Linked DNA regions of Mus musculus: all the other regions are linked to region 4. A link is a contact called in public promoter capture Hi-C and targeted proximity ligation data. All regions are on one chromosome and are shown on one strand. The core of a region is the stretch at or near the end of the contact, and the rest is flanking DNA. Distances in the headings are between cores, read along the strand shown.

Region 1 (6,141 bases), core at 970-3,469, 1.1 Mb after region 4:
ATATCCCGGGTTTGCCTACAACTCAGTATATAGTCCATGCTATCCTTGAGCTCAAAATGAGCCTGAGCCTGTCTTAGGCTTTCCAGACTTGTGTGACCACCCCTGCTGTAAATACCACATTTGCCAAATATGTCAGAGATTTGGGTGGTTTTGTTGGTTAGTCTTGTTTGTTGAAAACACGTACATTTTTAGTCAAGGCAGTTAGTTTTTTTTTTTAAGATTTATTTATTTATTATATGTAAGTGTAGCTGTCTTCAGACACTCCAGAAGATGGAGTCAGATCTCATTATGGATGGTTGTGAGCCACCATGTGGTTGCTGGGATTTGAACTCTGGACCTTCAGAAGAGCAGTCGGGTGCTCCTTACCTACTGAGCCATCTTACCAGCCTGGCAGTTAGTTTTTAATTTGACTGATAGATGCTCAAAGTAATTCAGAGTAAATATTAAACACCATTTCTTTTCTTTCTTTCTTCTCTTCCTTCTTTCTTTCTTTCTTTCTTCTTTCTTTCCTTCCTTCCTTTTTTTTTTTTTTGTCTTTTGGGTTTTTTTGTTTGTTTGTTTGTTTTGTTTTGTTTTGTTTTTTGAGACAGGGTTTCTCTGTGTAGCCCTGGCTGTCCTGGAACTCACTCTGTAGACCAGGCTGGCCTTGAACTCAGAAACCCGCCTGCCTCTGCCTCCCGAGTGCTGGGATTAAAGGCGTGCGCCACCACCGCCCGGCTTAAACACCATTTCTACAAGGGACTAAGCTGATAGTATTTAACAGACACAAGTGTTAAAGTGTTGAGTGTCTCTCAGTGTGCCATCACCAGCTTGGAACTAGACATAAAGAGCTCCGGGATGTCCTGGAAGTATCCCAAGTGCTAGGATTAAAGATGAGCCGCCATGCCTAATTTATGGTGAATGTTTTATTTAATGTTTTAAAACCTTTAAGTATCTCATAGGCCCCACGTGTTGCTTTGTTTGTTGGTTACTGTGTTTTCTTTGACCATCAGGTAAAGATAAGGCTTGTGGTGCTTGCCTCTAATCCCAGCATACACTGGGAGAAGCAGGAGGATTGCAAATTTGAAGACAGCTTAAACTACATACACAGTGAATTTTTCAGGCCAACCTGGGCTGTAGAAGGGCCCTGTATTAAAATAACAAAATTTGTTTTAGTATACCTGATAACTTAATTTATTGAATTAATTGACAACTGAATGTAAAAATATACCATCTACATTAACATAACACATATCTGGGTGTAGTGGCCCACTCCTTTAAGCCCAGCACTTGGAAGGCAGAGGTAGGTGGATCTCTTGAGTTCAACGCCAGCCTCATCTACAGACTAAGTTCTAGGGCAGCCAGGGCTACACAGACAAACTCTGTCTCAAAAAACAAAAACAAAACCAAGAACAAAACAAAATATAAACCATGATATTTTTTGAATTTTTTTCCAAGTTAAAACAGTGAAAATTATGTTTGGTCATTTAAAATAAAATGGCAGTATTTAAAGTACAAAACTGGCAAGAGAAGTGGGCGGTGGTGGTGCACACCTTTAAGCCCAGCGGAGGATTCTGGGAGCTGGAGGTCAGCCTGCGCTCCAGGATAGGACTACATAGAGACCTTGTCTCTAAATAATAAATAAAATCACAACTACTTATATGTGTACAATAAAAGTTTAGTCGATTAATCCAGACTCTGCAGTCATACTTTTTAGTTAATTCCACTTTAGCATTGATGTCAATTAAAATTTGTAAGGGGAGAGAGAAATGATCACACAACAACCTGCGCACACAGAAGATACCAGGGAAGACCCTGGACTTGGTAACAGTTTGAACAAGCCATAGCTTGGGGGCGGGGCTGCGGCTGACAGAAGCGCTATTTTATCTTTGCGATAATTATGTTTAATGTTGTTAAGCTATTTTAAGGGATAAATAACAATATTTTTACCTCATAATATTGGATATAATTTTAAATATTTCTATTATCCTACACTAAACGAAAGCTGTGAAAACACATTAAGCCTTAAATCAGCTTCCGGCTTGCGGTTTCCCGCCGGTGGAACGCAATGAAAACAGCCCCGAGTGTGTGGAAACACAGACGCTGCCGGTTACCCCATGGAAGCCCGATCGGCCATTTTTAATGAGGTCAGTCGTAGTGCATCCTGTGCCCGCAGGAAGCGGGGGCGGGACGCCGGGAAAACTCGACCAATAGGACCATGGAACGGAATCCTGTTGTCAGTAAGTAGGCGCGGACAACCGAGCTCACGGCCCGGGGCGGAAGGCGTTAGATAAATTAGTCCGGTCTCAGGAAGCAGTGTCTGCGGCCTAACGGAACTACAGATTCCTAACAGAAAGGTTTCTGTCCGGAGCTTGCTATCTGCTTCCGTTACAGAGCGGAAGTGTGGTTCGCCAGAGGACGACCCTTAGACGAATTCAATCTCCGCTGTCCTCTCGGCAGCAATCATGTCGAGTTTGGCGGTCAGAGACCCAGCCATGGATCGATCGCTGCGTTCGGTGTTCGTGGGGAACATTCCGTATGAGGCGACGGAGGAGCAGTTAAAGGACATTTTCTCAGAGGTTGGTTCAGTTGTCAGTTTCCGTCTCGTCTACGATAGAGAGACTGGGAAGCCCAAGGGTTATGGCTTCTGCGAGTACCAAGACCAGGAGACTGCGCTCAGTGCCATGCGAAACCTCAATGGGCGAGAGTTTAGTGGGAGAGCGCTTCGGGTGGACAATGCCGCCAGCGAAAAGAACAAGGAGGAGTTAAAGAGCTTAGGCCCGGCGGCCCCCATCATTGACTCCCCCTATGGGGACCCTATCGACCCAGAAGATGCTCCAGAATCGATTACTAGAGCAGTCGCCAGCTTGCCCCCAGAGCAGATGTTTGAGCTCATGAAGCAGATGAAGTTGTGTGTCCAGAACAGTCACCAGGAAGCTCGAAACATGCTACTTCAGAACCCACAGTTGGCGTATGCTTTGCTGCAGGCACAAGTGGTGATGAGAATCATGGATCCAGAGATTGCACTGAAAATTTTGCATCGTAAGATACATGTCACACCACTGATCCCAGGCAAATCTCAGCCGGTCTCTGGGCCTGGCCCTGGTGGGCCTGGGCCTAGTGGGCCTGGCGGCCCTGGCCCCGGCCCTGCCCCTGGCCTCTGCCCGGGACCTAACGTCATGTTGAACCAACAGAATCCTCCTGCCCCTCAGCCTCAGCATCTGCCAAGAAGACCTGTGAAGGACATTCCACCTCTGATGCAGACCTCTATCCAGGGAGGAATTCCAGCTCCGGGGCCAATACCAGCTGCAGTTCCTGGACCTGGACCTGGTTCCTTAACTCCAGGAGGAGCAATGCAGCCACAAGTTGGCATGCCAGTGGTTGGTCCAGTGCCCCTGGAGCGAGGACAGATGCAGATATCAGATCCTAGACCTCCGATGCCTCGTGGACCCATGCCTTCTGGTGGCATACCTCCTCGAGGACTACTGGGAGATGCTCCAAATGACCCACGTGGAGGGACTTTGCTCTCAGTGACTGGAGAAGTAGAGCCCAGGGGCTATATGGGACCACCCCATCAGGGTCCTCCAATGCATCATGGTCATGACAACCGTGGCCCTGCCTCACATGATATGAGAGGAGGACCATTGGCAGCAGATCCCAGAATGCTAATTGGAGAGCCCAGAGGTCCCATGATAGATCAGAGAGGTCTACCTATGGATGGTAGAGGAGGTAGAGAATCTCGAGGGATGGAGACTCGGCCCATGGAAACTGAGGTCTTGGAGCCACGAGGAATGGAGAGAAGGATGGAGACCTGCGCGATGGAAACCAGAGGCATGGATGCAAGAGGACTAGAGATGAGGGGCCCTGGCCCTAGTTCCAGAGGTCCGATGACTGGTGGAATCCAGGGTCCTGGCCCTATTAATATGGGGGCAGGTGGCCCTCAGGGACCTAGACAGGTTCCAAATATTGCAGGAGTGGGAAATCCTGGAGGTACCATGCAGGGGGCAGGTATACAAGGAGGAGGGATGCAGGGAGCAGGTATGCAAGGAGGAGGGATGCAAGGAGCAGGCATGCAAGGAGGAGGGATGCAGGGAGCTGGCATGCAAGCAGGGATGCAGGGAGCTAGCATGCAAGGAGGGATGCAGGGAGCTGGCATGCAAGGAGCCAGTAAGCAAGGTGGAGGCCAGCCTAGCAGTTTTAGCCCTGGGCAAAGCCAGGTAACTCCACAAGATCAAGAAAAAGCAGCTTTGATCATGCAGGTTCTCCAGCTGACTGCGGATCAGATTGCCATGCTGCCTCCCGAACAAAGGCAGAGCATTTTGATTTTAAAGGAACAAATCCAGAAATCCACTGGGGCTTCTTGAATGGTTTTCAACTAAGAAGCACTTAGTTACTCCTTCAGAGTTTATTCTGTGGCATGAAGTGGTGCAAAAAGCTGTCTTCTGTGTTCGCACACTTTAACCATTTAAGGTTTCCTTCTCCCTAGATCTTAATCTTTCTTCTAGTCCTGTCACTTTCTGCTTCCCTTTTAGCTTTTTGATGGAGGTTATGGAGTGGAAGGAGTGGGCCTGTTCACTTTGTCACTGTTACTCTACCACGTACCCTGAAAATAACTACATCATCCACCAAGTAAGGCTATGAGGAAGATGCAGGAGGAATAACATGTCTGCACTTTGTTAACTGCGTCTTTAAAAATCCCGAGTAAGCTGGGAACTACATAAAAATTGAAAGTGACTTGTTACAGTATTGATATACTAAGATGGTTTAAAGGTTTTTGGTTGTATATTAACTGAATGTCAGCATCTTAAGATACACTTTTTGGTAAACCAAAATACTGTAGAGTAATAAGATTAATGTTTAGTTATTTTGGAATTATTTTGAAATATTGGAGCTAACAGTCTGTGGTGTAGATGTAGGGTTTTTTTTGTTTTTGTTTTTTTTTTTTTAAGCATTGTTATCTGTAAAAAGGTAATTTTCATTTACCTGACTTTTTTGAGACAACTAATATTCTTGCCTGGTCCCACCTGGTGATTTTGCAGAATAGTTGTAGTGTCAGCTGAATTATATAAAGCCGCCTCTGAGGAGACTCAAGTGATTTCCTAATACATTTCTCTAAAAAAATTCTTAAGCACCAAGTCTGGTTGTAAGTAGTTTTTTCATGTCATCTGAAAATAGCAGTTAGACATGGGGTCGGACTTTCTTGAGTAATGGAGGGTTTTTCAGTAAAGCTCCCACCCAGGTTCTTGATAAACCACTATCCATACGCAGATGGAATCCATTTGGTCAGCAGGAATCAGAAGTTAAAAAATCTTAGTCTTCGAATTTTGACGTGTCTTACAGTTTGATAACTTTCACAAAGTACTTTCCTGCCATCAGCTTAACTAGAACTGAGGCCCAAGTGATCTGACAGCTCTGCTCAACTTAGTATTTTATTTCTTAGAACTCTCAAGAGCCATTTGGTCATAACATACATTCCTATCAGATGTGTTTTAAAATAAGGAGTGTGGAATTTAATACATTTCCTTTAGAGCTACCATACTATTTTTTGACATTAAGTGTGTGGCACCTAGACACCATGTCATATCTAGTTAATGAGCAGAAACAAGCACAAGTTCCCACTTGACCAAGTGATAGTCCTCTGTAGGAAACTAACTACCCAGCTACAGAGGGAAGAGTAGCCTTAGGGAGAGAGCTGACCCAAGGGTCTACTTTGTCCTTGGAAAGTTTGAGCATTTTCAGTGTACAGAGTTTTCATTCCTAGGCTATTTTCCATCGACTTAGTTTTTTGTGCTAGTGTTAAACTCTCTGTGGTTTCCTCTGCTTCTCCTTTGCTGAAGTTGGTTTGTGTTTTGTACTTTTGTGCTAGTTCTGGCTAATTCCAATTGCTTGCTTTCGAAATTGCGGTTGCTAGCCCAAAACTTCTTATAGTCTTTGTTATAAGAAAATCTCTGCATTGTTTAATGAAAATTAAATAAAAAGGTTGTATAATTAAGGTATTTTGTATGTTTCATTTTATTTAATACACCAGGAACTTTTTAAGAGATACATGAATACGTACGTAGAAAAAGGTGAAACTAAGGAAACTGGTGAAAATACCTTTAATTATTCTTTATGTAGTTCAACAGCTGGAATACTACAAAGACACTGCCAGTCCATTGTGAT
Region 2 (6,623 bases), core at 3,938-6,437, 1.0 Mb before region 4:
AATAAATATCCAAAAAGCAAACATATACAGTTTGTAAAAAAGAACTAATTAGATTCTTCCAGGTATAGTAAAGAGAACAGCAATTCCAGAGACACCAACATTTTATACTGATGCAAAGAAGATGAGGATGGCTGGTTCTAAGTCAGATAAAATAAGCAAGGTGATCAAGTCTGTATACATTGGTTCAAAAATCAAAATTGTATGATATCCTTACAATAGTATTAGATTATCCTGAACCTCTTAACATAATTACTGATTCTTTATATGCAGAAAGAGTCGGTTTCCATATAGAGACTTCCGAACTTATGCATGATAGCTTGGAATTAACTTTGCTATTTATACAATTACAACAGGTCATCAGAAGTAGAAATTATCCATTATATATTACTCATATTTGATCTCATACAGGTTTGCCTGGTCCATTAGCTCAAGGAAATGACAAAATTGACCAATTACTAGTAGACAATACAATAGAAACCTCAAAATTTCATGAGAAACATCATGTTAATGAAAAAGGTTTAAAGAAAAAGATTTTCCATTACTTGGCAACAAGCCAAAGACATAATTAAAAAAAAAAGTCCTATGTGCTCTTTATACAACCAAATTCCGCTACCTACTGGCGGTAACCCTAGAGTACCAAAAGGGATGACATCTGGCAGATGGATGTTTTCCATTTTGCAGAATTTGGAACGCAAAGGTATATGCACCATACCATTGACATGTGCTCAGGATTTCAATGGGCAACTGCTATAAGATCTGAAAAGGCTGATTGTGTAATTACATGGTTGTTGGAAATAATGGCACTTATCATGGGGACACCTACACAAATTATAACTGACAATGATCCTGCATATGTACCCAGTAAGATGAAGCAATTCTTTGCATATTATAAGCATGTTATTGGTCTATCACATAATCCCATAGGACAAGCAGTTAGAGAAAGAGCCAACCGTACCTTAAAAGAGATGCTTATTAAACAAAAAGGGAGAATAAAAACCCTCGGGGACAGACTAAATCATGCTTTGTTAACTCTCAATTTTCCTAATGTTGGTAAAAAAAAAAAAAGGGAACAAACAGCAACTGAGAGACATTGGGTTACCAAAAAACTGAGGAACTAGGTCAAGATGGGAACATGGATGTGGTTATGCTTATGAATCTACAGGGAATGAAAAAATATGAATACTTTTCCATAAGAGATCAGACCAATAAAGCTTATAAAAATCAGATCTGACCAAAGAATCCCTCTTATTACTGGAGACATGAATGTCTTCACCAAGCAAATAATCCAAATAATTCACAGACTGTCTCAGTTACTGATAGCTCCACAAAAAAAAAAAAAAAATGCATGCAAATCAACTTCAAAAGGGCTAGCCCAAGTGATTAATCACAAAGAGACAAAACATAGATTGGACAGACAATACAAAGACTGGATTGTTGCGGGAAATATTTAAAAAGGCACCATCCCGAGCTAGTGCCAGCTATTGTCTGTCCTGGCAGTCTTGCCACCTCCATGACTAACCCCAGGTGGCAGACTAAGGCAGACTCCTGAAGGGATATTTAGCTGAAGCAGACACAGGAGAGAGGATTTTCTGCTAAAGCATGTGAAAGCACACGTGATGAAGGACTCTTTGCTAACAATGTGTACGTATTGCTCTGCCTTACATTGCATAGTTGAAGTGCATTTGTCTTGATTCCATAGAGAGAAATGCACCAAAAAAACCTTCTGGTTGTGGTGCTGCAGTTTCTTGCTGCTTCCGAGGAGTTGGGCTGATTGGCAGAGTGAAGTCAGCTGAGACAGATGCACCGGACTGAGGCAAGACCCGTGGAGGACACATGATGTTTGGAGGCTATAAATAAGACTCCAGGGACAGTGATGGGGCTGAGCTTGGCTTGCTTATAGAGCTAGCTGTGCAATGCTGGTGGGTCTCAAGTCTTCACTGATCTTCACTTTCTGGAAAGAGGCACAGCTAAGAACTTCTAGCATTCCTGCTGGTTTCTCCTTCTGGTTTCTCCTGCTGAAGCTGGAGCCTTGCTATTTCTGTTAAGCAGTGCTACCACTGCTGATTCTTATTTGCTATCCCAACTCTAGCAAACCGGACTGCTGGTGTATCCGTAAAATGTTTGCAAGCAGATCGAGCTGCCACTGCTAACCTGTGAACTGAACTGCCGATTTCCAGACAACACAGTCTGGAGTTGCTCCAAAGAACCTTTCTAAGCAGGTCCACTTCCCCCATATCCTTTCTTTTCCACTACCTCTGGAGGGTGGTGGGCTTTACATAGGAAGTGAAAGCATTGGAGAACCATCATTGAAAATAGGATTTGAAAAAATTAAGTTTTCAGCCAGGCACCACTCAAAGCACTTTGTGGTTTCAAATAAAGAGGGGGAAATAAACTGTTTTCATTTTCTCTGACCTCTTACACTTTCCCCTTGACATTTAATGCCTGACCGCAACAAGGGTTGCGTGAAAAGCTTTTCAACTTTTATTTCTGATTATAAAGTTATACACTTGTAGGAAAGTCTTCTACCAACTGTAATATTCCTCCTTTTACATTTACTTAATAATTTATATCCATAAAGACACAGAAGGTGGGAGCTGTGGTAAAAATCTGCTAACTCATCAATGTAACTTTACTTTCTTAACAAAAATCTCTATTTGCAAGCCTGATCTTACAACTCACCTGCTAGCTCTTTAGAAATCTCTTTCTATCGGTGTCATTTTACTGAGCTCATCTTCCTGTCTCTTGAGCTCCTCCAAATGCAAGAGGGCTCCTTAGCTCTCTTTCCTAGAATACTGTTTTACCTGCATCCTCTCCGTTGCTTCTCTGTGGTTTCCAAGTCCAAAAAGAGAATCCCTATCTCTTACCCAGAGCTTCTTTCAGCAAGGCTCTTCCAAGCCATGAGAGAGAGCTCTCAAAGGTCCAATTGCTATAAAAGAAGTCTCTAGCTCCTCCCCTATAACTTGGCAGGCTGAACCATGTCACCATCATGGTGGGGGCTCCAAGCCAAGTGAGTAGGGGCTGAACCACTCCACCTTTATGATGGGGCAGCTCAAGGTCACCCAGCCCACTTCACCTCAGGTCATAGAGCAGATTGGGTCACAGAGCAAAGACCACTAGACCTCTCCCAAGCAACTTGCCTTACAGTAGGCAAAAACTTTTTATTCCTTAGCATGCTTATCTATTGAGACTTCTAGCGGCACATCAAACTGTATCTAATTAGGACACACCCATCAGCATCTGATAAACAGTATCTATAACAATATGGGTGTTCTATAAACAATGATCAAATATCCTGTAACAATCAGCACAATACGGGAAGGCTAAATAGAAATTAAGACCTTTAGAATTTTCCATTCCTGGCCTTAGCCACCAAAGTGATTATTACACTTCTTCTATCTCTTCCAAGATTTTTGTGAAAGTATCTTTTATTCTCCTGAATAATTGTCATCTCTGAGGCTTACTGCCATCTGTTAACCCAAACCTAGTCCTGGAAGCTTCTAGCCTCCACACAATCTAATCTAAGATGAGAATGTTTTCAGCCTCTGAGACTTGCTGCTGAGAAAGCTCACTCTTTCTAGTTCTTTCTGAGCAGTGGCTGGCTGGTTCAGGTCAGTTGTTCTGGCTCAAACACTTCTTCAAGCTAACTGACTCAATTTGACTTCTCTTTCAACCTCTGACTCTTTTGCTCTGCTGGGCCTCTAACTCTGGCAATATGCTCTAATTTTCTAGCTTGCTCTTTCTCTGCCCTGCTCCTTAAAACAAACAAACAAAAACAAAGCAAAACAAAACAAATAAACCATAACTTCTCACTTTACATAATCTAATTCTGTAATTTGGTTTCTTTAACCCAGTGAGTGCCCCTTCTGTGTAGCCCAGGTTGGTGGTGAACTTGAGAATCCTCATGTCTCAGCCTTTCCCAGGATTACAGACTTGTTCATTTCAGAGATATTTCCACATCAGCACGCTGAGATCTACTCTTCCATTGCTTCTACTTACTTATTTTTAGCTTTCTTTTACCACCCCAAAACTGTCTTTGTATTAGATTCCGCTGTAAAAATACTGTTGGGTATTTTCCTGATCATGAAAGAGCTGAACTGAAGCACATAGGCTTTTCATGTCATCCCTCTTCCTTAAATGTTACACAGCATGCTTAACAGCATTTTTCTCATCTATCGCTCGACCATTAGGATTAACGAGCCTTTAGCGTTTGCCAGTCAGGGCTAAGGCAGATGACTCAGTAGGTAAAAATGGTAGCTGAGCAAGCATGAGGACGGTAGTTCAAATACCCAACAAACCTGCACCTCTAATCCTAGCTCTAAATGGGCTGAGACAGAAGGCTTGGTGTCAGTTCTCTGAGCTCAGCGAGAAGAAACCTTGTCTCAAGGGAATGCTGTGAAAAATAACAGAGCAGGAGAACTGATGTGGTCCTCTGGCCTACCCTTGTGAACCTCACGCCCCCACACACCCCTACCTACAGTTTGCCAATCAATCAAAGCTTGAAAGACTGATAGTCTGTCGTCTTATCTGATTGCGAATAGACAACAAGCTAAATTGTTAAACGTGCGGGTTGTGAAGTTAGACTTTCCTAGTTCCTAGGTGTCTGTTTCCCTCTCCCTGGTCCTAGAAACTAAAATCAGGGCCTTGCCTGTGTTAGTTAAATGAGCACTCTACTGCCAGGGTACATTCCCAATCTTTGAGTTTTTCGCTTAAAATGTGTTCTCGGGCTATGGTGGGTCATTTTGTCTCAAAAAGAAAAGGGACAGTGAGTACTCGGATCTTCACGATTCTAAAAAGACACGAGGAACGGAAAGCCCTCTGATACGTCTACTACTTGTCTCAATTCTTTACAAATGTGCTTGCCCCAGTATTTTATTTTTAGTGTCCTCCTCCGCTGTAGCAGGGTTTGGAGAACAGTCTTGTCGCGGGTAATTTGAAGTTAAAGGAAAGTTGGCTGTGCTTTCTAAATCGGTCCCCCTCGACTCCGACTTAGATTGCTCTACACGAAGGAGCTTTTGAAATAGAAGAGGGACAAGTCAGAACACCCTTTGAACGCCCGGATCCGAACCTGCAGAAACCCTAGTTAGCTTTCCCGGACTTAAACTCCAGACTTTGCTTCTTCGTCCAGACGTGGCCACGCCCGGTCACGCCCCCGGAAATGACGTCCCGGCCGGCTACTTCTTCTTCCGCAGTCCGCCGGCGGCACAGTCCAGGCCTGCTCCGGGGGTGCATCGGCTTCGCCAGGGGCAGAGGGATTCTGGGTAACGACCGTGGCCGGCCGGGCGGCTGGCTCCGCCCAGCAGGTTCCACTCACGCCAGGGCCGTTGGCGCTGGCGGTTGCCGGGCCCGGACCAGTGGGACATGGAGCAGCCGTGGCCGCCACCGGGCCCCTGGAGCTTCCCGAGGACTGGCGGGGAAACCGAGGAGGAGAGTGACTTAGACGTGTCCCCCTCTTCGTCCCACTACTCTCCGGTACCGGACGGCGGCGCCCAGGTGAGAGCGGCCTGCGTTCTGCCGGGGGCGGGGGATGGGAAATGTCTGCGGGCATCGCGGGGGAGCCTGATGCCAAGCCACAGCTCTGGCAGCATCTTCCGCGAGAAAAGGAGGCGATCACGCGCGCATTCCCGACCTCCACGTCCACGCACACTTGTCCCTGCACCGGGGCTGGTTGCCCCTCACCTTTGCGAGAGGTTCCTCCTCCCCCTCTCTGCTGCTGTCTGCGTGGAGCTTTGGGGGCCGCTCAAGTGTATAACATTGACCCTTTGTCCTCTGGTGCGTGCTTTCATCCGAGCCTTTATTACGAGCTCCAGCTACTTTGTGCACAGTTGATAGGAACAGAGAGTGATTGTACTTCTAAAATAGTACACCGAGTCCTGACATAAACATCTCACGTGCTCTTTGCCGCGCTGACATCTCAGCAAATTCTGTAAGCCTTGCCTTTGACGCTGGCACACACCTCCGTTTCTATCATTGGTCCTTTACTGTATTCATAGTTTGATTCCGCGTCAGCCTCCGGTGAAAACATACAGCCACCGAATTGGCTTTCAGGCTTCTTCCCGAAGTTTCTGATACTACATGTGTTTTTCAACCCAGCTTTCTTGCCTCGGAAACTGTCAAGTGTTATATGCCAGTTATGGCTTTTATAGGGGTGCTGTGCTATGCTGCGAACATCACCTTCTCCCGACTTTTCACCTGGGTGTGTTTTGAACCAGATTTCAAAAGCATAGACTGAACACTAATCTTTTCAATGAAATTGATTGTAGGTGTCTGATTTCCAGGCGTTTTTGCAAAAATGTGGTCCAATATTATAATAGCTTTTCTTAAAGATGACTGGTTTAAATTGTCTGCCCGCAAGTCAGTCAGCTGAGTTGATTGGGCTCACCCACAGTATGCTGTTTCATAACCACAGACTATGGTCAGCCAACTAGTCATAGGGAAAGTAAGGCAAAATGAGAATTGATGGGTCAGTAGTCACCTAGTTACGGATCACTAGTATCATCTGTGTATACTTAGTATTGCAGAGGGAGAAAACGAAAAGTTGCTGGTGTCAATTTGGACAGGCAAGGGGAAACTGCCTCAATTTCAGTGCACTGTGGTTGACTCGAAGAAGTAATCCAAGAAACCCA
Region 3 (6,576 bases), core at 3,352-5,851, 1.1 Mb before region 4:
CATCTTATTTATTTATTTTAATTTTGAAATAAGAAATATTTATTGTTATTATTATTTTATTATTATATATTAACCTTTTTTTACAGGTTAATGTGATGACATCTGCCTATAATCCCATTATCCTGACAGTGGAAGGCAGGAGGAGAGAGTTCAAGGCCAGCCTCAACTACATAGCAAGATTATGTCTCTACGAATCAACCAAGCAACATGAACAATAAATAAACCACATGAACTCAATCTCACCATAGAATTTCTCTAAACTTAAATATCGACCAAACACAAATGTCACACTTCAGAAGCAGCAGAGTTCTGTACCTGTGAATTACACAGGAGTCTTTTTTTTTTTCTCCTAAGTACCTACTTTCTAAAAGTTCTGCGACAGCTCCAGGATCTATTGCCTCTTCAAATACCTACAGAGAAAAACAGGGAAAAGAAATGTTCAAAGGTTTACTAAAAGGTATTTCTAGAAACCATACATCATGTTCTTTCATGGGATTAGCATCTATAAAAATCAAGCCATGTGATATTTTAATATTCAAAAGGAATACTTTTAAGAAGCATGTGGTAAAAGTACAACAAATGGCGGAAGCACAGATGAATTAAAATGATCAGAATGGTAAGTGCAAAGATGAATTAAAATGATCGGAATGGTAAGTGCAAAGAAATTTGAGTTAGCTGAATCTATCACATGCTTAGAAATGCCATCAGTTTAACCTACTCCTCAAGCAAACACATCTTGCATCAACGTGGGTCTTGAATGCATAGAAACCTATTCTGCATACAGTAGGTACTCATCAAGTGATAACTAGATGATTCGTCTGTGCATGCAATTGGTTATGCTAAACGAGAAGACAGAGGTTTCACCCATGTGTATCACCAAAGACAAGTAGTGTTGGGAGTGACTTCTATCATCGAATGCAGGAAAAACATTACTATATCACCTTAAATATTGTCAGATCTGTGGGTTTTGTTCTTGAAATAAAAGGTTCTGAGCCAGCGCTGAAAAAGAACGGGACCTTCTGAAAGCAAAGGGTTTTCAGCTGTTCTTCAGTAGTGAATGTTTAAAGTTAAGCATAGTTCAATTTCTGCTTGAGGTTTTAAAGCCAGGTCACCTTTGAGGGCAAAATTGGGCACTGTTTTGTCTACTTGTGTTTACTAAGTAAATTCGGGTAGCATTTATTTTCCTAAACTATTTCAATAATTATATCCTTCCATTTCACACTGTTACCAGTTGGATTGTGTGGCCCTGTCAAAACTTACAGGTTGGCATCTAACTCTAGTCTCTCAGAACATGACCTTATTTCCAAATAGGATCAATATAAATAAATACGCTTAGTTAAACTTCGAATGAGGTCATAACACATGATTGATGCCTTTTTTTAAGTGAGTATTTAAGCATACATTTTTATGTTTTTAAAGTTAAAAATAAACTAAATTCATGAGTACACTTGAGCAGGAAAAAAATTCAGGAACCACACAGAGCTCAGAGGAGCCACTATTACACAGAGCTCAGGAGGAGCCACTATTACACAGAGCTCAGAGGAGCCACTATTACACAGAGCTCAGAGGAGCCACTATTACACAGAGCTCAGAGGAGCCACTATTACACAATGCTCAGGAGGAGCCACTATTACACAGAGCTCAGGAGGAGCCACTATTACACAGAGCTCAGGAGGAGCCACTATTACGCAGAGCTCAGAGGAGCCACTATTACACAGAGCTCAGAGGAGCCACTATTACACAGAGCTCAGAGGAGCCACTATTACACAGAGCTCAGGAGGAGCCACTATTACACAGAGCTCAGAGGAGCCACTATTACACAGAGCTCAGGAGGAGCCACTATTACACAGAGCTCAGAGGAGCCACTATTACACAGAGCTCAGAGGAGCCACTATTACACAGAGCTCAGAGGAGCCACTATTACACAGAGCTCAGGAGGAGCCACTATTACACAGAGCTCAGGAGGAGCCACTATTACACAGAGCTCAGGAGGAGCCACTATTACACAGAGCTCAGGAGGAGCCACTATTACACAATGCTCAGGAGGAGCCACTATTACAAACCAGGCATAGAGTTTTCTATTCTGGCGTGCAACCCAGAGCAAATGCAGTTACTCAGTTAAAGTGGACAGAGCCAGCATAGGACCCAAACCCAGCAAGGACACCTGGCATTTCTGATCAGTGAAGGCTCTGCTTTTGTTTTACAGTTCACACATATCTTCCTTTGCCTTAAAGAACTGGAGTTCCTCTGGCTAATGCCCAGAATGTTTTGAATTCCATGTGCTAGAGAGAATAAATGGTTAAATGGTACATACTGGAGTTATGGTGCTATAAAACCCATGTTTCTCAGCCTTCCTAATTCTGCGACCCATTAAAAGAGTTCCTCATATAGTGGTGACTCCCCAGCCATACAATTGTTTTCATTGCTACTCCATAACTGTAATTTTGCTGCTGTTATGAGTCATAACAGCATAATCTGTGTCCCCCCCCCCCACTGGTCTTAGGTGACCCTAGTGAAAAAGTCAAACTCTCCCAAGGGGTCGCAACCCACAGGTTGAGAACCACTGCTATAAACCAAAGAACTAGCTCCCACCATGCCTCAGGATGTAGCGAGATCCACACCACCATTCTTTGACATCCAGTCTCCAGGACTGTGAGACAGTAAGTAAGTTTGCTGCTTGTGGGCTACTTGTGTATGTGAGCTCTAAGAACCTAACATATCTACCTACGTTACGTGTAAGGGTTTTTCTCAAGGGTGATCTTGGGAAGCAAACACTTAGCTTAGTCTATTCAAATACAATGGCTTGTGAATTTTTATGAGGAATTTGTTTACCCACGTACTTTTAAATTATTCAAATCTAAGCCATGCAAAGAGATGTGGGGAAGGAAAATGCTTTTGCTATGTGCCACACGAGTTTTCAGCTAAAGAATGGAACAGATCTCAAGAAACCTGGAACTAGAAGAAACTAGAATATGAGCCTAAACAACTCAAAGAAAAAAAAATGGTTCCATGGTATGTTTGACTAGAAACCTCAGGCTTTCCCACCCAGCAGGAGAAGCATCTAAATTGTGAATCTCAGGCATTCTCTTTTTTAAAAACAGAGGTGGTCAGATTAAGTTAAGTTCCCAAGGTATTGATGGATGTATCATGCCCTGTTAGAATAATTTCATATCTATGCACCTCTTACAATTCTATCTTAGAAGTCTGGTACAGGGCCAGCAACTGGTGAGTGGGGAAAGTGGTGGGGGTCATTTTCAGCACCTACTTCACACCATGTCTATCACCCACATATGGCCAGTAGGACCATCTGGGTTCTGACTATTTCCCAAGATAATATCCAATCACTTTTACCCAACCAGTTTCACGGACGTTTTTCCAATGAACAGGCTGCAGTTTTTAAAAACGCATCTTTTCTCTCATCCTTGGATTACAAGAAATAGGTAGGTTTCTGGAAAACATCTTCCAGACTTTAGGATCGATATGTACAATCTTCCCTCCACCCCAAAAGTCCACCTTAGGGGACCCTGGGCAAAACCACTAGGTTTACTAAAGATTACTCCAATTTCAACTCCAAAGCTAAAACCAGAACCTTAGGGTGTTGTTGGTGATTGCAGAGTATTGAATAGTCAGCAGCATACTGCAGTGGGAAGCCCTGGCCGGTGATTTTTACAATTTTTAAAATCACAATTGCACTCATTGGAATGGAATCTAGCCCTTACTACTATTGTTATATAACACGCACATGACTTAAGGAAACTCAGAAAATATGAACAGCTTTCTTGTTTAGTTACAGGCTTTCAATTACCAGGTACAGCTGATTTGGTTATAGTTTTAAGTTATTTTCCCAAGCTTAAGAAAGTTTTTCTTAAGATCTGCAGTTTATTAATAGCCCCTTTCATAAATGCAATGCAACTGTCTCTAACACCTCCAAGAACATTCAGAAACGCTCTCTGCTCCAGTTAGAAAATGCCATGGGAGTTCCAAGAATAGAAAGCATCCACCAGGGTATTTAGCACTCAATTGACAGAACTTGGCTCAGGCCTGCATTGCAAAAAGCAAGACTTCCAAACTATGGTTTTTGCCTCAAGGCCGCTTGTACTTTTTACACTGTGTTAAAAAAGGGGGGGGGGGGCGGGGAATAAATGTACAAAACCACTATTCTTTATGACCATTAAACTGGTTTCAGACAGCAAAACCCACTGAGAAGTCAAAATCACCTTTACAAATCTCATGCTCTGTTGAATCACAACAGGGAACACAGGGGGAAAGCAGTCTGTCTCCAGGTACTGATTCAGAAGGTAGACTCCAAGGTACACAGCTTCCTTGTCCGGCAGGAACACTCCGGGGCAAGAAATCTTAAAAAGAAGAGGAGGGCAATCAAGGGATTGGTTTTTTTTGTTTTTTGTTTTTTTTTTTTTTTTTTGTGCAGAGGGGCTGTTTATCCTAACCTCCCACAGCTCTGAAATGACGCCATCACTGCGTCCTTCACCTGCACTTCCCACCTCTCCTCAAGCTGGTACTCCCGGTTCCCTCCCACGTCTCCGCCAGGTGTCACAATCGTGCTCTGCGGCTCGGCTCCTCGGCCCGCCCTCCGGGATGGCAGTGCGGAAGCGGAAGAGGCTGACGGGCTGGGAAGCCTGTCTCCGGTCTGCCCGGGTCCCCGGGACCGGCCTCCCTCCGCGATGCCGAGCCCCCGGAGGACCATCGAGGGACGGCCGCTGGGCTCCTCGGGCGGAAGCAGCGTCCCGGGCAGCCCGGCCCACGGCGGTGGCAGCGGCGGCGGCAGGTTCGAGTTCCAATCGCTGCTGAACTGCCGCGCGGGCGCGGACCCCGCCTGCGCTCGGCTGCGCGCGTCCGACAGCCCGGTGCACCGGCGCGGCTCCTTCCCGCTGGCCGCCTCGGGCCCCGCACAAGCAGCCCCGGCCCCGCCGCCGGAGGACGCCCGCATGAACTTGAACCCGTCCTTCCTGGGCATCGCCCTGCGCTCCCTGCTGGCCATCGACCTGTGGCTGTCCAAGAAGCTGGGGGTGTGTGCTGGGGAGAGCTCGGCCTGGGGCAGCGTGCGGCCCCTGATGAAGCTGCTGGAGATCTCAGGGCATGGCATCCCCTGGCTGCTGGGCACCCTCTACTGCCTGCTTAGGAGCGACAGCTGGGCCGGGCGCGAAGTGCTGATGAACCTGCTCTTCGCCCTGCTGTTGGACCTGCTGCTGGTAGCTGTGATTAAAGGGCTGGTCCGCAGGCGCCGACCCGCGCACAATCAAAAGGACATGTTTTTCACCCTCTCGGTGGACAGGTACTCCTTTCCCTCGGGCCACGCCACGAGGGCCGCCCTGGTGTCGCGGTTTATCCTAAACCACCTGGTACTGGCCATTCCACTGAGGGTGCTGGTGGTCCTGTGGGCCTTCGTCTTGGGTCTCTCTAGGGTCATGCTCGGGCGGCACAACGTCACTGATGTGGCTTTTGGCTTTTTTCTGGGCTACATGCAGTACAGCATTGTGGATTATTGCTGGCTGTCACCCCACAATGTTCCAGTTCTTTTTGTACTGTGGAATCAACAGTGACACCATCTCATTGATTATTGACACCTTGAGGTCTGAAGGATTCCACACTCGAGGATGCTGACCTAAGCCAGAGCCATCTAGTTGCCCCTCTGGGCAACTTTGGGAATTCTGGGATCCCACTGTCTTGACAGGTTCCTAGACCGGAGCGCATGCTGGCTATTACTGAACACGGCCATACTTGAGAAACAAAGTCTACTGTGTATTTGACAGCTATTTATCACCAAGACAACTGTAAAGAAATCAAGCTGGCTGACTGTATGATTGCTATTTACTTAAAGTTGACAACGTTAATGAGTAATTCCCCTCACCCCCCAAAAAAACAATGTTATTACTTGTAAATTAAAATTTAAGAGCCATTAGCTAGATAAACCATGTGCTATTCCCACCCTTTACCTGCAGTAAATTTTAAACAATAATTTTAAAGTTCAAAACAGATTTTTTTTCTCCAATTTAACTCTCTGAATATGTTGCCATAATTGGAGCTTTTTCCTTCTTCTGATTCCTTTAAGCTCTCCCACCCTTGTGGACTTGGTAGTTAAGAGGTTCCACAGAGTATTTTCCTTTCTGCTCCCAGTACCTCTCAAACGATCTTTAGATAGTTAACTTCTACTACTATTTAACGTTATCTTTTAGCACTCATAGAACAAACCAAGATATGGAAGAAGACATATTCAAAAGGTGGGCTTGTCTAAGGTTCCCACAGAAATGTAAGTATGAGCCTACTGTTTTGTTTCCTAGTCCCATGGACAAGTAGCATACCAGGGGGCAAGAAGCTGAGCTGCTGGGGAGAGTCAGGGGAACTAAGAGCTTAGAAGGAGGCAGACCGGGAAGTAGGCCATGGCCAGGGGCAGGAAATGAAGCCCTGCTGTCGGTCACCTCTACTAAATCAAGCAAATGGTCCTCTATTAAGTAAAAAGTAGAAGAGCAATGTGGTTCTTTTCAGTGTGCCTGCATAGCGTTCCTGTGTGTACCCCAAGGATAACTGTATGCTATCCTTTCCCTATCGGTCCCACTG
Region 4 (6,312 bases), core at 194-2,693:
TCCTTCCGCACTCTGTTCTATTGTCATTCTAAATACTTAAACACATCAATGCACATTTCAAAAAGCCCAGGTTTCCCCGGGAGGCCTACAAAAGTCTTTGAATGCTAATGTTCACACTTGCCCTTCATTATTTAGTCAACCTCTCTCAGAAGTGTAGTGTCTTCTGATGTGTGAAAATGCACTCCCAGTCTTTGCTTAAGCACCCTATCTTCTTTGAATATTCCCAGTTTATCTAAATTCTCTTAATAACAAAAGCTCTAAAATACCTTCTTGTGTGCTACTAAGGGAGTGGCAAGGAAGCTAACATTCCCTCGGTGTTTATGAGCACTATTTTACCTGGAGGAAATTGAAGCAGTTTGTTCAAGATCACAGTTAAACAGAAAGACTGCAATTCTCGCGCGTCCCAACCCGTGAGCCCAAGACTCAAGGCTTCAGACTGCAGCACACCGTTGGCAGTGCACCACGAATAACAGCCCGAGACCCTAGCATATCCTTGTAACAACAAATAGTTGATCCCTTCATGGGTCAGATTAGATGTTCTCAGATGTATCTGTTGCCTTATCAACTAAATGTTTTAGTTAACTAGGAAGCTGTCGAGGTAACTTAGAGGCTCTAGGTATATATATATATATTCATATCTCGAGCTGACGCACATTTCACTCTTCCTGTATTTCCATTTAGGCCATCTTGACTAATCAATTTGGTTGTTACAAAGTTGTGCCTCTTATCCTCATGGGAATGATTAGTACTGACATTACGGATACCGGTGAATGTAAGATAATGCGTTTGCTTTGCTTTCTCTCTTAAGTCTTCCATTTTTGGATGGGTCCCCTGAGTGTGGGGGCCGTATCCCGCCCTGGGATCTCCGGATTTTTGGATCGGAGGTGTACAGTCCTGCAAAGCCAGGATCCCTGCGGCTAAAGGCGCCCTTAGCGCAGAAGGCCCACTCGGTCAGGTCCAGCTCCCGCTCCGGCTCTCCGGTCGGGAAACGTGGGTGCGAGGCCTCTGCCCTGGGGCCTCCCGGAAGCGGGTTTCCTCGGCGGGAAGCACGTCCATCAAGCCGACGCGCCCCGGGAGAGGCCGCGTGGCGGGCGCACACCCTGGTGTGAAGTCTCGGGAACGTAGGCTGCATCCCCATTTCTTGCTCACGCCAGCGCGCAGCACGGCTAGCTATTGTTCGTGCGTTTTTGAGACCATGGAGTCTAGGCCTCAGGAGACTGCGAGGTGACCAACGACAACGAGGGCACAGGGCGAGCTGGCCTCGGCGAGCCTGCCCAACCCCGCCCTCCTCCGAGTAACGGCTCTGGAGGCCCCGCCCCCTCCCATATTAGCGCCCCCCAGGCTGTGCGTGGGGCGGAGCCCCGCGTGGATCTCGCGAGATCCGGGTTGGCGCCGTGACCTCCATGTGGGAGCTGCATCTCTATAAGTAAACAGTGCGCGCCGCCGAGCCATGGCTCCTTCCTATTTGTGAGGCGCGGGCTGCGCTCGCACCTCGGGCGGGTTCCGGTTTCCTTCCACCGAGGAGGGGCGGGCGGGCGGTCGCGCGGTCTAAGAGCGTCAGTCCTCGCCCGCACCCGCGTTCGCCGAGTCGCCGCCGCAGAGAACCGGATCCTCCCGGGGAGGCGGCGGGGACCGGGCGGGGCGCGGCGCGGCGGCCCGAGCGCAGGGCCAGACAAAGGGGCTTGGTCCCCTGTCCCCGTGCCGCCGCGATGTGGATCCAGGTCCGCACCATCGACGGCTCCCAGACGCGCACCATCGAGGACGTTTCTCGCAAAGCCACCATCGAGGAGCTGCGCGAGCGGGTCTGGGCGCTCTTCGATGTAAGGCCCGAGTGCCAGCGCCTGTTCTACCGGGGCAAGCAGGTGAGGCGCCCCGCGGGGAGCCCGGGCGCGAGCAGCCGGCGCCCCGGGACGAGGCTGGGTGTCCAGGGCTGCGCCCCGCTGTGCTCGGGATGGGCCGCTGGCGGGGCGCGGGATGCGGGGCCTGGAGCTCGGGCCTGCGGCTGCCCCCCCCCTCCCCCCAAGCGCGCCTAGCGGGTCGGAAGGTGCGGGACGCGGTGTTGTCGCTGGCAGCGGCCACGGACATAGCCTCCGAGGGTCCTGGGGGATCCTCTTCCCGCCTTTGGGGGGGGGGGGGATCGGAGCCTGGAAAGGCAACAGGCTCCGGCAGCCATGCCGGGGCGCGGGAGGGACGAGCTGGCTTTATTCGCAGCGCCGTCTCCGACTCCTCTAAGGACTTGCTTCTTTTCCGTGCCCCCGGCTCCTAGATGCGACGTGGAAAGGGAAGCACCTTATCCCTGTTTCCTCACTAGAAGGATTTGAACACTGAACATCGGAACGGTGGTAGAATGCGTGCCCCTCCTTCCTTGTCGTCAGTCTCAGACTGGGGATTTGTTCTGTAAAAGATCAGAGACCTCTAATTTAAGGAACGATGTTTGTAACCTGAAGTCGGGTTTAAGTCTGTTGAATATACGGACAGATTATTTCCCCATAAACTTTACCTCTCATCTTTGTGTGTCCCCTAAGTTCGGGCTTTCAACTCAAACCTTTCAGCATAATCAGCAGTAATTCAAAAAAAGCCAGAAAGTTGTGTTGGGCCACAAGGGTGCTTGTGGGCATCTCCGTTAATTTTAAGTAAGGCTCTGCCTGATGAGGCTAAGACGTTTCCTATCCAGTAAGTCTCAGAGTCTTATGATTAGACACCCAGACCCACATTGTTTTTCTTGCCTTTGTCTTTAGTCCACTAAAAAAGTTGGCATCCTGCAGTCAGTTGACCACAGTTTGGCTCCAGTCCTGAGTTTTGAATTAAGTGCAGTTCTCTCTGATTCGATGGAAGTAGCCTATAAGCCACAAAGGGTTTAGAAGGAATATTTTTGTTCCCTTTACAGATTTACAACTTCTCAGACTGGTCAAAATTTTCTAAGTAACAGATTATACAACCGGCAAGAAAAAGCCAGGGTTTTGGTAAAGTGTTTGGAAGGCCTCTGACAGAAAACCTGTAGCACTTTCTGCTCTTGTTGTATCCACTATATTGTTTCTTGAGTGTTTGACCAGTAAAGAGTTTACTTGTCTGGAAAGTTGGTTTTTAAACAGTCATACCTATTAAATACTTTGTAGCATTGTATTGCTGTGCCTCAAGTGGCTATTATCTTTTCCTTTTGGCTATCAGTGAAAGCTATACAAATAGTAATAATATTGTACATTGACTCCTAGAATAGTTGGGCGACTCCAATACAAGAAATAGAAATGAAAGATGACTTATGAAATAGACTTACACTAATAATCAGAAAATGGTTCCTGGTTGGGGGTAGAGAAACCCTAGTGGCCAACCCCTCCCCCCATTGTTAGTGATTCACTACTTCTCTCTCCACAGCCCAATAACCATTAAGGATAAAAAAGAGAATTCCAGTGCCAGCCTTTGACTTGAACACCAGAAAAGGAAAACCGTTGACTTTCTTGTGAATGATAACTAGCCAGGGCGTAGTTCCTATCTCCTTTTGTCTTGATGTTCTCCAGATGATGGAGATAGCAAAGCAAGTCTTTAGCAGGCAGATAGTTAAGTTGGTACCAGAGAGAGGGCTAGCCGTTTCCTGTAAAGTGAGTTTATGTTTAATAGAAAAGAGGTGTTCTTTTTCATATGCTTTATTGTCATAATGTTATAAAACAGGGTGAGGTTTGAAAAGCAGTGCAAGGAAGTCTACGTTTTTTTCTTTCAGTGTGTATGGTTGCTTTGCCCACATGATGTCTTTGTACCATATGCATGTCTGGTTGCTACAAAGACTGGAAGAGGACTTTAGGACATCAGACCTCCTGGAACTGGAGTTTGAGATAACTGTGGGCGCTGGGAATCAACCTTGTCCCCTGGAAAAGTAGCCTGTGCTCTTAACCACTGAGCCATCTCTTCAGCTAGACATGATCTTACATACCACACACCGGGCTTTGATCTTTAACTCTTAGAATGTAGAGCTCCTGAGACTATAAAAGAATTCCAGTTTTCCCTGCCTTCTCTTGTCATCAATATTGGGATAGTCAAGTAGAATGTAGATGTGGAATATGAACCATATTGGAAGAAAAACTAAACATTTGATACTCTATAAATTCTTTGTTTTCACATGGAGTAAAAAAATGAAAGTATTTGTCTATTTTTTAAAAAAATGTGTGTTATTTATTTCTATCATGTGACAAATGACACAGCTTCAGTGCCTCTACTCTACCCTGAGTTCTGGCAGTGACTTCCCCTGGCTTTTTCTGGCCTCTGACACTTCATTTGTTTCCCCTTTGGCTTTCTTTGCATCTTTGGTGCAGACCTTTCTACTTCCTGGAATTTCTTCCTTAATGCAGTCAATATTCACTAGTGTGTTCTGACAACGTCGCAACCATTTCTCTTTCTTCCGAATTGAAAATCTTGTACCTTGGATGTCTAATATGGCAACTCTCAGCTATTTTACTTCTATGAGACATTGACGGTCTATAGTTATATGTGTCTTTCTATGATTTGTTAAAGACTAAAGCAAATTTGCATGTTTACAAGATGGATTTTTGTTTATTTTTATATAAAGACTAAATCTGGGTTTAAGATTTGATACTTCAGGACATAGAACAAGACTCAACATCTTTAAGAGTCAGTCAATAATTTTGATTTAAAGTCAATAATGAGAATACTGCTTTGCATAAATATGTAGTACAAAGTGGCAAGTATGTTTAGGACTTTTCCAGAAAATGTTGGGAATTCTGTCTTAATCATAAATTCATTCAATACTTTAAAATGAAACTCAGGTCAGTAATTCAGATAGCAGTCTTTAAAATCAAACATTTAAAATGACAGTATAAAGATAGATTAATTTGATACTTGTTTGCTGAAGAATGATGCAGGAAAGTACTGAGAGTCACTTTTCTATAGTTCAGCCATTATGTTTCTAGGAAAGCAGAAAGCCTCATAGGTACAGTAAACATGGAGCCCATGAGCTGCCTTTGGATCTGAGTGAGAGGGTTCTAGGGAGCGTGTTTATTGGCAGTTGTCTGTCATGATGGCATGCAAAGTCACTGCTGTGCAGCATGGACTTCTGACAGACAAGCATTATCTTTTTAATTTTGAATTAATTTTTTGAAATTGCACATTCAAAAACTTGTCTGGTTTTGTTCAGGGTCCCGTCACAGTTATGGGGCCCCATGTGGATCTGAGGTCAGCAGTTGAAGAAGCAGGGTTCGAGGCGAGCTCATCCCTTCCTTCCTGCTCCAGAGCATAATTTGGGTAGCAGATACCGTTGGATCTGTACTTTGATTAACTGTGGAGGGACTGCAGCGGTCTGGGTTATTTATTCTATTATTCTCAATGACTTCACAGAACGTGAGGCCTTGCTGAATAAAACTGGCTTTTTGCAGTGAATAATAGCGACTGTTTTAAAAGGACTAGAAGGTTTTCTGTGAACTAGGAAAGGAACATCATGGGAGGGGTGTCATAGTCAGCTCGAGGAAAGATGACTTTCTTTAAGGACGTTGACGTTCTATAGTTATATATGTCTCATGCCAAGCTACGCTTAGTGTTCTACTCTAGCCTGAGATGTTACCTTTCCTAGCAAACGAAGTGTAGAAAGCGAGTCACTGTCAAGGCGTTCTTTTTGTTTTGTAGTACTCCTAGGGTCTCTCTGACTCCTGTGCCTCAGGCATCAGGTTTTTAAAAAGGAACGGGAACATCTTCAATTCATAATTGTCCATTACCCCACCCACCACCCACCAGCCCTTTCATCTGGTCTCACGCTAGCATAAACTGACAGCTTCTGTCATGCTGAGTAAAAGGCTTACCTGGATTTGCTATAGTGAGTGCTTCATTTTACTTTAATGTCCTGTCTGTCTGTATTTTGGGGAGTGGATTACTAGCAGAGTTGGATATTTTATGCTATTTTAGTTGTTTTGTTTTATTTTGTTGGTGGTGGTTTTTTTGTTTTTGTTTTTTTGTTTTTTTGTTGTTGTTGTTTTTCTTTTTTTTTTTTTTTTGGTTTTTCGAGACAGGGTTTCTCTGTGTAGCCCTGGCTGTTCTGGAGCTCACTTTGTAGACCAGGCTGGCCTCAAACTCAGAAATCCGCCTGCCTCTGCCTCTCGAGTGCTGGGATTAAAGGTGTGCGCCACTACTGCCCGGCTTAGTTTTGATTTTCTACTTGAAACACTTAAGATTTTAAAGAAATTGCCATAATGTTCATTACTTTAGGTTCTTTCGGAGTTGGGGTGTTTCTTTGGGCTTGTCAGAGTGAAGGGATGAACGCACACTTCATTCTTTGGGCGCTTCCCTTCCTTCCCAGGGAAGGTTCTGGGCAGG

The links. Promoter capture Hi-C pulls out the DNA fragments that hold promoters and counts their contacts. Capture Hi-C pulls out chosen DNA fragments and counts their contacts.
Region 1: a targeted proximity ligation map of pancreatic cancer cells shows a contact between it and region 4. A contact is called at or near these places in 3 of 484 Hi-C or Micro-C datasets (CD4 T cells and olfactory sensory neurons) and 2 of 130 datasets of targeted methods (embryonic stem cells and pancreatic cancer cells).
Region 2: a promoter capture Hi-C map of pre-B cells shows a contact between it and region 4, with 6 times the contacts expected there. A contact is called at or near these places in 3 of 39 promoter capture datasets (liver and pre-B cells), 1 of 484 Hi-C or Micro-C datasets (CD4 T cells), 2 of 130 datasets of targeted methods (pro-B cells and regulatory T cell precursor) and 1 of 9 other capture datasets (liver).
Region 3: a contact with region 4 is called in a promoter capture Hi-C map of adipose tissue, with 2.2 times the contacts expected there. A contact is called at or near these places in 2 of 39 promoter capture datasets (liver and pre-B cells), 1 of 484 Hi-C or Micro-C datasets (CD4 T cells) and 1 of 9 other capture datasets (adipose tissue).

Annotation. Positions count from the first base shown.
Region 1 is chr19:31,080,622-31,086,762 of GRCm38.p6, forward strand. It overlaps Cstf2t (cleavage stimulation factor, 3' pre-RNA subunit 2, tau), which reads left to right and starts at 2,220. Exons shown (of 1, transcript NM_031249.2): 1 at 2,220-5,971. The coding sequence starts at 2,445. The coding sequence ends at 4,343. The region is part of intron 3 of Prkg1 (protein kinase, cGMP-dependent, type I); the gene reads right to left.
Region 2 is chr19:28,985,180-28,991,802 of GRCm38.p6, forward strand. It overlaps Cdc37l1 (cell division cycle 37-like 1), which reads left to right and starts at 5,188. Exons shown (of 7, transcript NM_025950.4): 1 at 5,188-5,490. The coding sequence starts at 5,359.
Region 3 is chr19:28,959,319-28,965,894 of GRCm38.p6, forward strand. It overlaps Plpp6 (phospholipid phosphatase 6), which reads left to right and starts at 4,602. Exons shown (of 1, transcript NM_028922.3): 1 at 4,602-6,576. The coding sequence starts at 4,683. The coding sequence ends at 5,561. 4430402I18Rik (RIKEN cDNA 4430402I18 gene) reads right to left here. Exons shown (of 14, transcript NM_001374140.1): 3 at 4,218-4,355; 4 at 362-410.
Region 4 is chr19:30,029,070-30,035,381 of GRCm38.p6, forward strand. Uhrf2 (ubiquitin-like, containing PHD and RING finger domains 2) reads left to right here and starts at 1,444. Exons shown (of 16, transcript NM_144873.2): 1 at 1,444-1,862. The coding sequence starts at 1,710.